2 separate regions of the Capra hircus genome follow, and region 2 is linked to region 1. The links are chromatin contacts, called in public Hi-C maps. All regions are on one chromosome and are shown on one strand. Each heading gives the region's core, a stretch centred on a gene start, on an enhancer-like site or on the middle of the called end of the contact. The rest is flanking DNA. Distances are from core to core; before and after follow the strand shown.

What was found. A called contact is a pair of places that touch in the nucleus more often than the background predicts.
Region 2: a contact with region 1 is called in a Hi-C map of blood, with 4 times the contacts expected there. The contact joins two enhancer-like sites. A contact is called at or near these places in 2 of 5 Hi-C or Micro-C datasets (blood and liver).

The regions. Positions count from the first base shown.
Region 1 is chr3:110,019,604-110,025,174 of ARS1.2, forward strand. No RefSeq gene overlaps it. Among named protein-coding and RNA genes, the nearest start is that of FCRL6, 10 kb to the right of the region's middle. Within about 2 kb of position 3,453, at least 2 of the 5 cell types and tissues checked have an H3K27ac peak or open chromatin away from gene starts, as enhancers often do.
Region 2 is chr3:110,131,676-110,137,190 of ARS1.2, forward strand. CFAP45 (cilia- and flagella-associated protein 45) reads right to left here. Exons shown (of 12, transcript XM_018046356.1): 2 at 4,251-4,376; 3 at 1,253-1,389. Among named protein-coding and RNA genes, the nearest start is that of CFAP45, 20 kb to the right of the region's middle. Within about 2 kb of position 2,231, at least 3 of the 5 cell types and tissues checked have an H3K27ac peak or open chromatin away from gene starts, as enhancers often do.

The DNA.
Region 1 (5,571 bases), core at 2,203-4,702:
ATCATTCCCTCCTCCTGTTCTACCTGTATTTGGGGAAGGGGGGCGGTTCCTGAGATCACTCTCAGGCTTCCTTGGTGTGAAGAACCCGCCTGCCAATGCAGGAGACATAAGAGACTCCGGTTTGGTCCCTGGGTGGGGAAGATCCCCTGGAGGAGGGCATGGTAACCCACTCCACTCCTTGCCTGGAGAATCCCATCAACAGAGCAGCCTGGTGGACTACAGTCCATGGGGTCACAAAGAGTCAGACACGACTGAAGCAACTTAGCGCACGCGCACGCAAGACCGCTCTGTTTGATGATTTGCTAGAGGGACTCGCAGAAAAGCTGTCACCCTCTCTACTGTGGTTTACTGCAGTGAAAGGACACAAATCACAGCCTGCAGAGAATACAGGCGCGTGGGACAGAGTCCAGGAGAAGCCAGGCGGGGGCTCCAGTGATGCCCTCTGGGGGGGTACTGCGCTCTCCCAGCGGCAATGCGTGACGACACATAAATATTGCCAACCAGGGCGGTTCACCCGGGCCACGGTGTCCAGGGCTTTTGTTGGGGGTCATTTGAGTATCATATCGGCAGCATTTGCACAACTGATTAAGCCGCTCAAATTGATATTGAAGGCCCCAAAAGTCCGCAGGGTCTAAAAATAGGCACTCACCATGTCACTTTGTTAGCATAGACTCTCTGGCCCGGCCCAAGGTCTCAGGTGTACAGAGGTGCTCTTTCCAGGCAGGATATTCCAAGAGTTCAGAGGTCATTTTACAGGAGCTGATCCAGAGGCAGTCCTGAAGACTTTTGGAATGTATAAGGTTGAGGCAACCCACGCCAGCTGAATTACCCTTTTTTCTGCATGTTGCCAGATGCTTTATGCTCTCTGCATGACAGTCTGGGCACATGCTATTCCCTTTGCCTGAGATGATTCGTTCCCCAGCTCTGCCTAGCTCCCAACTTCTACCCCCACTGTGGGTCTCCGTTTAACACCATTTCCTGGGAAATGGCATCCAACCACCCCCACATACACTCACACATATTCCCAGAGCATCTGTTCTACCTTGTGGCCCTTTGCTTACCTATAATGATTCACTCAGTTGTTCGACTTCTCTCTTTCCTACAAGAGTCTCAGGACCATGCCCAAAACCCATTCAGCGGGATGCCTGGCACCTGGGTGCTCAGTAAGCATGTGGTGACTGGTTAATTGACATGCCCCCACCCGCCTGGGTATCTGCACACAGATCCAGGAATGGAAAGAATATAATAAATTTAGGGGAATGTATAATCTACTGGGGAATACATGACGGATACACCCCTAAGTGTGCTTGCAAAGATGATTACCTGTAATTAGAAAAGATGCAATGTATAAACACTTAGTGATTAAAGAGATAAGAGGAATGTGTCTGGTAAAATTCACGAAGCTGAACCTTCAGTGAGATGTGGAGGGTGTGGTCAGATAGCGTAGGGGGATATACAAATGTTGGATGTTATTAAAAATTCAAATTTTATGTATCAGGTAATGAGTCCACACATGGGGGCTTAGAGAAAGAGATGGACAAGATGAGTGGGTGACAGAGAGGGAGAGGGAAAGGTGTAGGGTTACTTGGCAGAGATGAGGCAAAACCTCCTCCAGTAGCAGCAAACACATGGTTAAACTAAGACAGTAAAAGTGAAAGGGCAACAGAACCTCCCAGCCAAGGGGTAGGATCATACCTGGTCCACAGGGCGAAATCCCCACGGCTTCTGAGCAGAGGACAGGCCACTAGGTTACACAGTGACAGAATGGCCCCACAACTTGGCAGCGGGACAGTTCTCTGTGATTTCACACCGCCAGTGACAGACAAGGTCTCATAGCAGCTGATTTTTAACACTTCTCAGAAGAGAAAAGTAAGAACCTTTCCCTGCTTGCTGGAAGTTAATGACTTTAATGCTTTGCAAAAGAAAGAAGAAGGGTTGTTTAAGTCAGAGTGCTCACCCTCTGAGTTTGCAGGTTATCATTTTTTAATGATTTCCAAACGGGAAAGGATCTCAAGTGTGTGTCATCCTACATGCTAGAAAAGTGGGCCTTTCCGATGGCAGCGGGTACTGGCTCCTGCACACCCACTGCTCTGGCGGATCCACTGGAGTCTCATTTCGCATCTTGAGCTATTGGCCCGATTCACAGGCCCACGGGAAAGGTGACCCCTGGGGCTGCATTCAGCCCAGCACCTGGCATTTCTCTCCCTGCTGTCCCAAAGCCAAGGGGTGCCCTCTGAGTTCATCCTTCTGCCTCAGTTGCACCCTGCTCTCCAGCCCTCTCTCCCATTACACCCATCAGCTTAACTTTGAACTTGCCTTCTCTTCTCCCAACAGTGGTCAATTTGTCAAATACAGAGGAGCCAAACAGACCAGATGGCACATTCTCCTGTAAGTAAAGGACATGCTGTGTGCCAAGGAGTGGCAGTGCCAGGGACACCAAAGACAGCTCCCACCACAGGAACATGCAGGATCTCAGACGCATGGAAACTGCTACGAACGCCAGACCACCCTGGGTCCCAGGGCTGTCCTGGCTGGCACTCGTCAGCTGGAAACCCAAACAATAGTAAACCTTGGAGAGTAACATGCCGAGTTCACCTGAAAATCCAGCCTCTTCACTTTTATATGTATATTCTAGGCAAAGTCTGCATGTGGGTCACCTAGAAACATGTATGAGGCTATTCATTTATTCATTCACTCAATGCAAATTTATCAAGTAACTTCCATGTACCAGACACACTTGTAAGGGGCTCAAAAGTAAACATGAACAAAACACAAACATCTTCACCCTCCTGAAGTGTGCATGCAGCATTGTTTAAATACGCAAAAGCTGAAAACAATATAAAAAATACATTGCTAGGAGAATAGATAAACACTGAATGAGCTAGATATATCTTAGAAACAATGTGTGCATAGGAAATAAAGCTGCAGGAGTATTCGGTACAGAATACCACTTGTGTATATAAAAAATAAATAATACTATACATTGTTTATGGATACATACATGTTATGCAAATGTATCGTTTGGATACTCGCCAAACTCAGGATCTTAACCTCCTCCCGAAGGCAAAGAGGTGAAAGAACAGGAAGAGAATTCCAAGTGTAACTGGAATGTTTTGTGTCTTAAAAAGAAAACATCTGAAGCAAACACAGAGGTTAACATGTTAGCATTGTATATTCGGATATTAAGCATACAGATGTTTCTTTTAGGAACCTAGGTTCTTGTTTGGTTTTAGTTCAAGACGGAGAAGTTTTTGTTTCGTACTGCTTTCAAATTTTAGAAAAGATTTGGAAGAGAGGAGGATTAAGACGACATCTCCCAGCGACCCAGGGGCTGGAGCTTGCCCTAAACGTGTCCCTGAGATACCGCCTTCAGCAATGACTGCTGGCCCGGCGGACCACGAACTATTAATAGCAGGGAGAAAAGCGGCGTCCGGCAGCTGCGGCGCGGCCGCCACGAATTACAGGGAGCTGCACGGCGCCCCCTGGAGGCCTGACCGAGCTCGGCAGCTCGGTAGTGAGAATAAGGAGCTCGGGAAACGTCCCGGCTGCGGTGGGAGTGGAGACTGTTCAACCCCTTTGAAGAGCAATCCGGCACTACCTAGCAAAGTTGCAGAAATTACTCAGAAATTCCGATTTTAAGGCTTTTACCTTAGAGAAACTCTCAAGTATGTGTACAAGGAGATGTGTTCAGATGTTCTTTGCAGCCTTGTATATAATGGCCAAAAATTGAAAATGGCACTATAATTGATCATTAGGAGAATAAATCAAGTTGGACATTTGTATCCAATGAAATACTGTGCCTTCGTAGAAATAACAGCCAGAACCACCTGTTTCAGTATAGATCCCTCTCAGAAACCATGCTGAAGAACTGGGTGAGTTGCAGAATCTTCCCACAATAAAACCCTCCCACAATATCTGCAAACTAAATATTGTTGATGGATACAAAGGCATGTAAGGAAAGTAAAATAAAAAAAAAAAAGACGGGGGTAGGGGGATGATGAATACCAAATTCAGAAGTTACTTCTGGGAAAGAAGAGAGACAAGAATTAGGAAGGAGTCCAGGGGCAAGATGTCTTCAGCTAATTCCATACTACTTTATTCCATTAAGAAAGACAAAAATCTGAAGCAAATAAGACAGCATTTTAAATAGAGCTGGGTGGTGAGTATTCAGATGCTTCTTACTTTATCTATAACACTTTCCTTAATTTTATATCATTACACTCTATGGAGGGGGGAAGAAGAGGTGAGGGCAGGGGCAGAGGCTCAGAGGCAAAAGAAGCAGCAGATGAAAGCTGTGAGGAGGAAAGCTCTGAGGTAGTTCACAGACCTGAAGGATGATCCACAGCAAAGGAAGAGAAGCAGCTGGCTTCACATGAGGCTAGAAAGCCGAGGCTCCCCCTTCTGGGCTTTACAAAACAGGGTATGTTTCATTCTGGTGCAAGTCAGGGAGTGTTTACAGTGGATCTGTTTATATTCCGTGTTAAGTCAGGTCTTTCTTCTCTGTGAAAAGCATGGGAGGGCAAGAGCAGAGGCGTGGAAAAGAAATAAAGAGGCTTTCCCAGTGATGGAGGCAAAAGATATCAGGAACTCCATTATAGGTAGCAGTAAAGATGGAGAGAATGAGGTGGATTTGAGACATATTTTGGAGAGGAACCTATAGAACTAGATAATAGAATAGCAGTAAGAAATGGCTCTGAAGTTTCTGAGTGGTGATGCTTACTGAGATGAGAAAACATGGGGAAGAGGGTGGGAACAGTGGAAGGGTAATTTGTTCCCAGCAAGAAGAGGGACAAAGTGTTTTCTTTTGGATATGCAAAGTTTGAAATATTTGTGAACCACCCCAGTGGAGGAGGAGAACCAACAGTTGTATATTCAGGGTCAGAGTCCACCAGAGAGATCGGGTCAGGTCAGGATATGTAAATTTGGGGTTGCCTTACACTATTTAATGCTGTGGGGCCAGGGAAACAGCATAAACAGAGAAGAGATGGGAAGGGAGGGGATCCCAGGATTGAGCTCTGAGAACCCCTACATTCAATGTCAGGAAGAAAAGGGTCCAGTAAACAGACTAAGAAGGATTAGCGAGAGAAGTAGGAGACGGTCAGACGAGGGGGAGGTGATGGATGTCGAGAGTGTTTCAGGAGAGAAGCAGCCCGACTTTTGGAAATGCTGCTGAGGAGCCAGGCGATCAGGGGGCAGGTCCTTGAGGCTGGACACAGAGGAGCCATCGTGAGTGACAGAAGTGGGTCAGTGGTATGGTGGGGGCTGAAGTCAGATCATCCAAGAGTGAGAACTGGGGAGGGGTTGCAGAAGAGGAGACAGGGTTTGTGGGCGACTCCTCTGAGAAACTGGCAGTAAAGGGAGGAGAAGCATGGGGGGAGGCTGAAAGGGATGAGGAAGGCAGAGGGCAAGGTTCGTTTGGTTTGGGATGGTACTTGTGCACAACTACAGGCGGACGAAAGGAACCCAGTGGAGAGAGAAACTGGTGCAGCAGGAGACGGATGAGAGTGAAACCCAAGGTGCACAGTGAATGCAGCTGAGCCGGGACCGAACTCCGGTCTGTCTGACTCAAAC
Region 2 (5,515 bases), core at 981-3,480, 110 kb after region 1:
CCTGACAAGTTACCCGAGACTTCGCCTCCAATGTGTTTTTAGGGCTGGACCAGTCCACGAAGGAGCCCTTGGGACTTCACTGGTCGTCCAGTGATTAAGAATCTGTTTGGCTTGGTAACAACCTAGAGGGGTGGGATGGGGACGGAGGTAAGAGGGATGTTTAAGTGGGAGAGGCCATGCGTAAACCCATGGCTGATTCATGTGCGTGTTTGGTAGAAACCAGTGCAATACTATAAAGCAATTATCCTTCAATTAACAATACATTAAAAAGAAAAGACTCTGCCTTGCAATGCAGGGGACACTGTTTCCTTCCCTGGCTGGGAACTATGACCCCACATTTGGCAGAGCGACTAAGCCTGCACACCGCAAGCACTGAGCCTGCGCATGCTGGAGCCTGACATCCCTCAGGACTCAAGGAAGATCCCATGTGCCCCTACTAACACCCGACTCAGCTAAGCACACAAATAAATAAATAAAGAGAAGGAGCCCTTTCTTGGGCCACAAGTGTGTCTGCAGGGCCACTACCACATCTGGCCCTTCAACGCCAGAGCTGACCAGACGGCGCTCTTGGACCTGTGGACCAGCCCTGCCTCCCCAGATCGCGAAATAGGATGCATTTTCTGGGAATGCAAGTGTGTCGTGAGTGGAGCCATAGTTGGAAGAACGGTTTAGAGAATGGAGCACCAGCAGAAGAGCTGAACCTCTGAGTGACAGGGTTGGCTCCCTTCATGTGACTGAGCTGGGCCTAACCCCGCAGGAGGGGCCCAAGCAAGGGGGCTGCTGCAGTCAGGAAGCTGTGCTGAGCTAATCCCAAAGGAACCCCAGAGCTTTGGGGAATTTCCTCTTCTGGCCTCAGAGCCTGGGAAGAAGCCCTGGGACTAATTAGGCATCTGGTCAGTTTTTCCTTTGCTTCAGATTCTTGATGAGGCCAGAAGGAAATGACTCATCTGGACACCTCCCCGACCCAGTGCACTATTCAGGGCTCAGAAGGGACCCCCTCCCCCAAGAACCTACCATCTACCAGCCCCACAGGACCCACAGTAGCCAGTAGCTGGGAATCGAGGGCAGTGGCGGTAATAGATACAAGGCGGGGAGAAGCAGGTCAAAATGGAGAAGAAACAGGAACCAAGGAACCAAAGGCAGGAAATGGATAGGAAAGAGGTGGGGTCCTCAGCGACAGGACGAGACCAGGTGGGCTCCCCCTCCCCCAACACATGTCCTCACAGAAGGGCTCCGTGCCCTGGGTACTCACATTAGCTCCCGGACCATGTCCCGGGTGATGAGCTGGATGCTCTCCGGCTTGTGGTCCAAGCCCAGCGCTGTGAGGGTTTTCCGAATGGCATGCTTGTCTCGGAGCAGCACGATGGGGCTGTCACTCCGGGTCAGGGGCTGGGGGGTCAGGAAGGGCAGCTTAGAAGCTGGTCACCCCACTTCTTGCTGGTTAGCAGAGGGTGGCATCTCCACCCCATCCAGCGTCAGGGGAAATCAGCTGGAGCCCAGACTGCAGGGGTACCCAGAGTAGCCAGGGCACTGAGCAAGCAGCGTGGCGGCCAGATGTGATCTGTAACAACCGGCTCTCTGAGAGCAAGGCTTCTCTATAATGCGTGCAGATACTCCCAGAGGGATTGGAGGCCCAGGGAGAGTTTTGCTAGTGTGTGTCCATTCCTAACCTGAAACCATCAGGAATGAAAATTTGGGGTATTTTGGTTCTTCTCCCTCCATCATTTACAAAAGAAAAACTAATTAGCTCTCTTGGACCACATTGAGGGTCTTTAGCATACAGTTCCTTAGGGACACATTCAATCTATGATATTTGTTATTTTCAATCTTTTCTAATTATTCATTTACTTTGATTCCCCCCCCCCCAAAAAAAGCCCTATGGGGGAAGTTAGAAATATGGCCTGGTGGATCTGCCCTTAAATCTAATATGATGAGGCAGTCAGTGAGTTAGAATTCAGCAAGGAAAACACAAATTAGATACATGAGTTTTTTCAACTTTCTGACCATGAAGGAGTTAGATAACAAGAAAACAAAATCATTTGTTTCAGGGAATTGTCCACAGAGGAGAGGACTTCATGTGTCATGAACACAGTGTCTGCGATCCTGAGTGCAGGCAGGGGCATGGCTTAGGTGGAGCCCTTCCTGTCTGGAGACCGGCACTGCGCACACCCGTTCCCGGGGTGCTGCTGCCGCCTGGCGCCCGTCTCTGCTTCCAAGTGGCTCAACTCAGTCAGGTCACAGGCCGCTTCTGCCCTCTGCTGCCGGCTGGGAGGCTTCCGAGACTCTGGTCCAACAATAAGCCCAGAAGTCTGAGCCAGGAATAGGCAGTGTGCCACCGCCCCCTTTGGCAAGCCAGCAGGACTAAGTCTGGAGAAGTGGGCCATTTCCAAACCTGTCTTCACTTTAGCTAGAAGAGTCCCCATGGACTCAAGACAAATAAACAACATGACTGTAAGTGAAAGTGAATTGCTTTGATTCTTTCCCTTGTCAATAGGAAACAGCTTCTAAAGGCAGAAAGATACCCATCTGGAACAATCTGGAAAGTCCTTTTTGATTCACAGTGAGAAGACTGAAGGGTAAGGGTAGACATCAAAAAAGATCCTGATGCTGGGAAAGATTGAGGGCAAGAGGAGGAGGCAACAGAGGATGAGATGGTTGGACGGCATCACTGACTCAATGGACATGAGTTTGAGCAAACGCCCGGAGATAGTAAAGGACTAAGAAGCCTGGTGTGCTGCAGTCTGTGGGGTCACAAAGAATTGGACATAACTTAGCAACTGAACTGCAACAAAGGAGAGACATCAACTCTTCTCTCCCTGGTCCACCTGCAGCTAGTGGTGTTCACGCCAGTGCTTAAACCACTACTGGTGTCTTTCTTCTTTTTCCCTTTCCTCTATTTTTTTCTCTCTTTTTCCCTCCCTTCCAGTTTTATTGGGACATAGTTGACCTACTGTTTCAGTTCAGTTCAGCCACTCAGCTGTGTCCAACTCTTTGTAACCCCATGAACCTCAGCATGCCAGGCCTCCCTGTCCATCACCAACTCCCGGAGTTTACTCAAACTTATGTCCATTGAGTCGGTGATGCCATCCAGCCATCTCATCCTCTGTCATCCCCTTCTCCTCCTGCCTTCAATCTTTCCCAGCACCAGGGTCTTTTCAAATGAGTCAACTCTTAGCATCAGGTGGCCAAAATATTGGAGTTTCAGCTTCAACATCAGTCCTTCCAACGAACACCCAGGACTGATTTCCTTTAGGATGGACTGGTTGGATCTCCTTGTAGTCCAAGGGACTCTGAAGAATCTTCTCCAACACCACAGCTCAAAGGCATCAATTCTTCAGTGCTCAGCTTTCTTTACAGTCCATCTCTCACATCCATACATGACCACTGGAAAAACCATAGCCTTGTCTTCATGACCCTACTGTTTAGGTTTAAGGTATAGTATAACTATTTGATTTTCCATCATGAAGTGATAATCACAGCAAGTTTAGAGAACAGCCGTCATCTCATATCGATACAAAATTGAAAAAAACAGACCAATTTTTCTGTGCTGAAAACTCTTAGGATTTACTCTCTTAACAGCTCCAATGTCCCTTTTCTTTCTCAGTCTCTCACCGCTCTTCTCTCCGCATCTCATTCTCTTGCTCTCCTCCCTTCCCACCTTCTGAATGTCACGTGTAACCAAGATCGCTCCAAGTAAGTCTCTGGCTCTCCTTCTCTAGCCATCAACCTCTTAGACTGGGTGATATTTGCAAATAAATATTTACTTGCTCGTTTTCCAAAGCAAAGTAACTGTTTTAGCTGAGCAGCTGGGAAAGAAGGATGATTTGTGTTCTACTCTGAGCTATTCTTGGATGGAGGGGGGATTATGTTGAACAACAATTATGCTGTTCTATATCTGCAAGCCTGGGCCACCGACACTCAAACGTTTCCATCACAGGGCGTTCGCTGAGCAAGGCAGACACTGAGGGTTCAGCAGTTGAGCCTCCGTTCAGCATTATAACACATCTTCAAATGCTGCACAGATGTAAAGATCTCAAGGGTGGAGGAAACCAGGTAGCCTGTTTACATGAGCCCCACAAAGTGTCTGAGCTTGTCCACTAGAGCCTCAGAAACCCCCAATTCCTTCAGTCTGAGAGTTCCCTGGGAGAGGGGGTGACCTGTCCAGAGCTAGCTTTGTCCTGAGCAACACTAGCCAGTTCAGGTCACTGCCTCCAGGTGACAGCTCCCTGGAGGGACTGAGTGACCATTACCTTGACAGCTCCAAAAAGGCTCTCATCCACCTCGGAGCTCAGGGCTTTGGTCCGATAGCGAGGCCTACTCCTTGACCTGTTGGAAGCAGTAGAGGCGGAGCTCAGCACGCCAGCTGTGCTTAATGGCTGCAAGGAGAGGCAGAAATTTGGGCTCATCAGTACCGACCGCCATCTGCACCCAGGGCAAGGCAGATGCTTCGCCAGCCCGTGCTGAGGGAAGGTTGGGTGGGTGTTTGGGAAAGCACCTGGGTAAATCCTGAAACACAGGAGACGCCCTACAGGAGCAGTGGCTTCCCTGGACACCAGCCCAGCAAGGAGGAGGACTTCTGAGGTTTCTGAGCTGAAGAAGTCCAAGCCCTTGCGCAGCAGGGAAGGAAGGAGGGCAGGAGGATGATGCAGTGTCAGCCCAGTTCTCGCTTCCCGCGAGCAGTCTCTTGCGAGGCCACATGGGCTCTCCTCTCCAGAAATGCACAGTGCCGTCACCTCCAACCTCGTCATCTGAACACCAAGCCCCCTTCACAGCTGATGCTACCATCTGACCTCCTCCATGCCCCCACCATCTCACAAGGTTACGGTAGGGATCCGAGGACACTAACGCTGAGAAGCACCTTGCACACAGCTGGCGGGTGGTTGATGCCTGATAAACTTCAGTGGATGAACGACTGCCAGCTGCAATCAGGCAAACAGGTTCACCCTGAACTTGTGTCCACCAGGAGGCTCTGACTCTCAGGACTCCTTGAATGCGCATGTATGTGCACGCATGCTCAGTCACTTCACTTGTATTCCACTCTTTGCGACCCCAAGGACTGTAGCCCGCCAGGCTACACTCGATTTTCCTGGCGAGAATACTGCAGTGGGTTGCCATGCCCTCCTCCCGGGGGACCTCCTGACCCAGTGATCGAACCCGCATCTCCCGCATTGCAGGTAGATTCTTTACCACTGAGTCACTGGGGAAACCCCTTGAGCATGCCTGAGTCCGTTTTTAGCCATCCAATACTCTTCTCGGTTGGATCCTTGTCTCTCCCATCTAATGAGCTGAAGGAGACAGGGATCATCTCCGAGCGTAGAAGCTGAAAACATCAGATAGCTGCCTTCCAAGCCTGGGCAAAGGACCTAGGTGAGCCATCAGCTCCCCCAAGTCTGACAATGAATAGAGAGCCAGTGATATAAGAAGGGGACGTGGAAACCCCTTCTGACAAAGGCAGCAGTGGCAGTCACACCCTGTGTCTGCAGCAATGCTGATAAGGGCACCAGGAGCAGCTGCC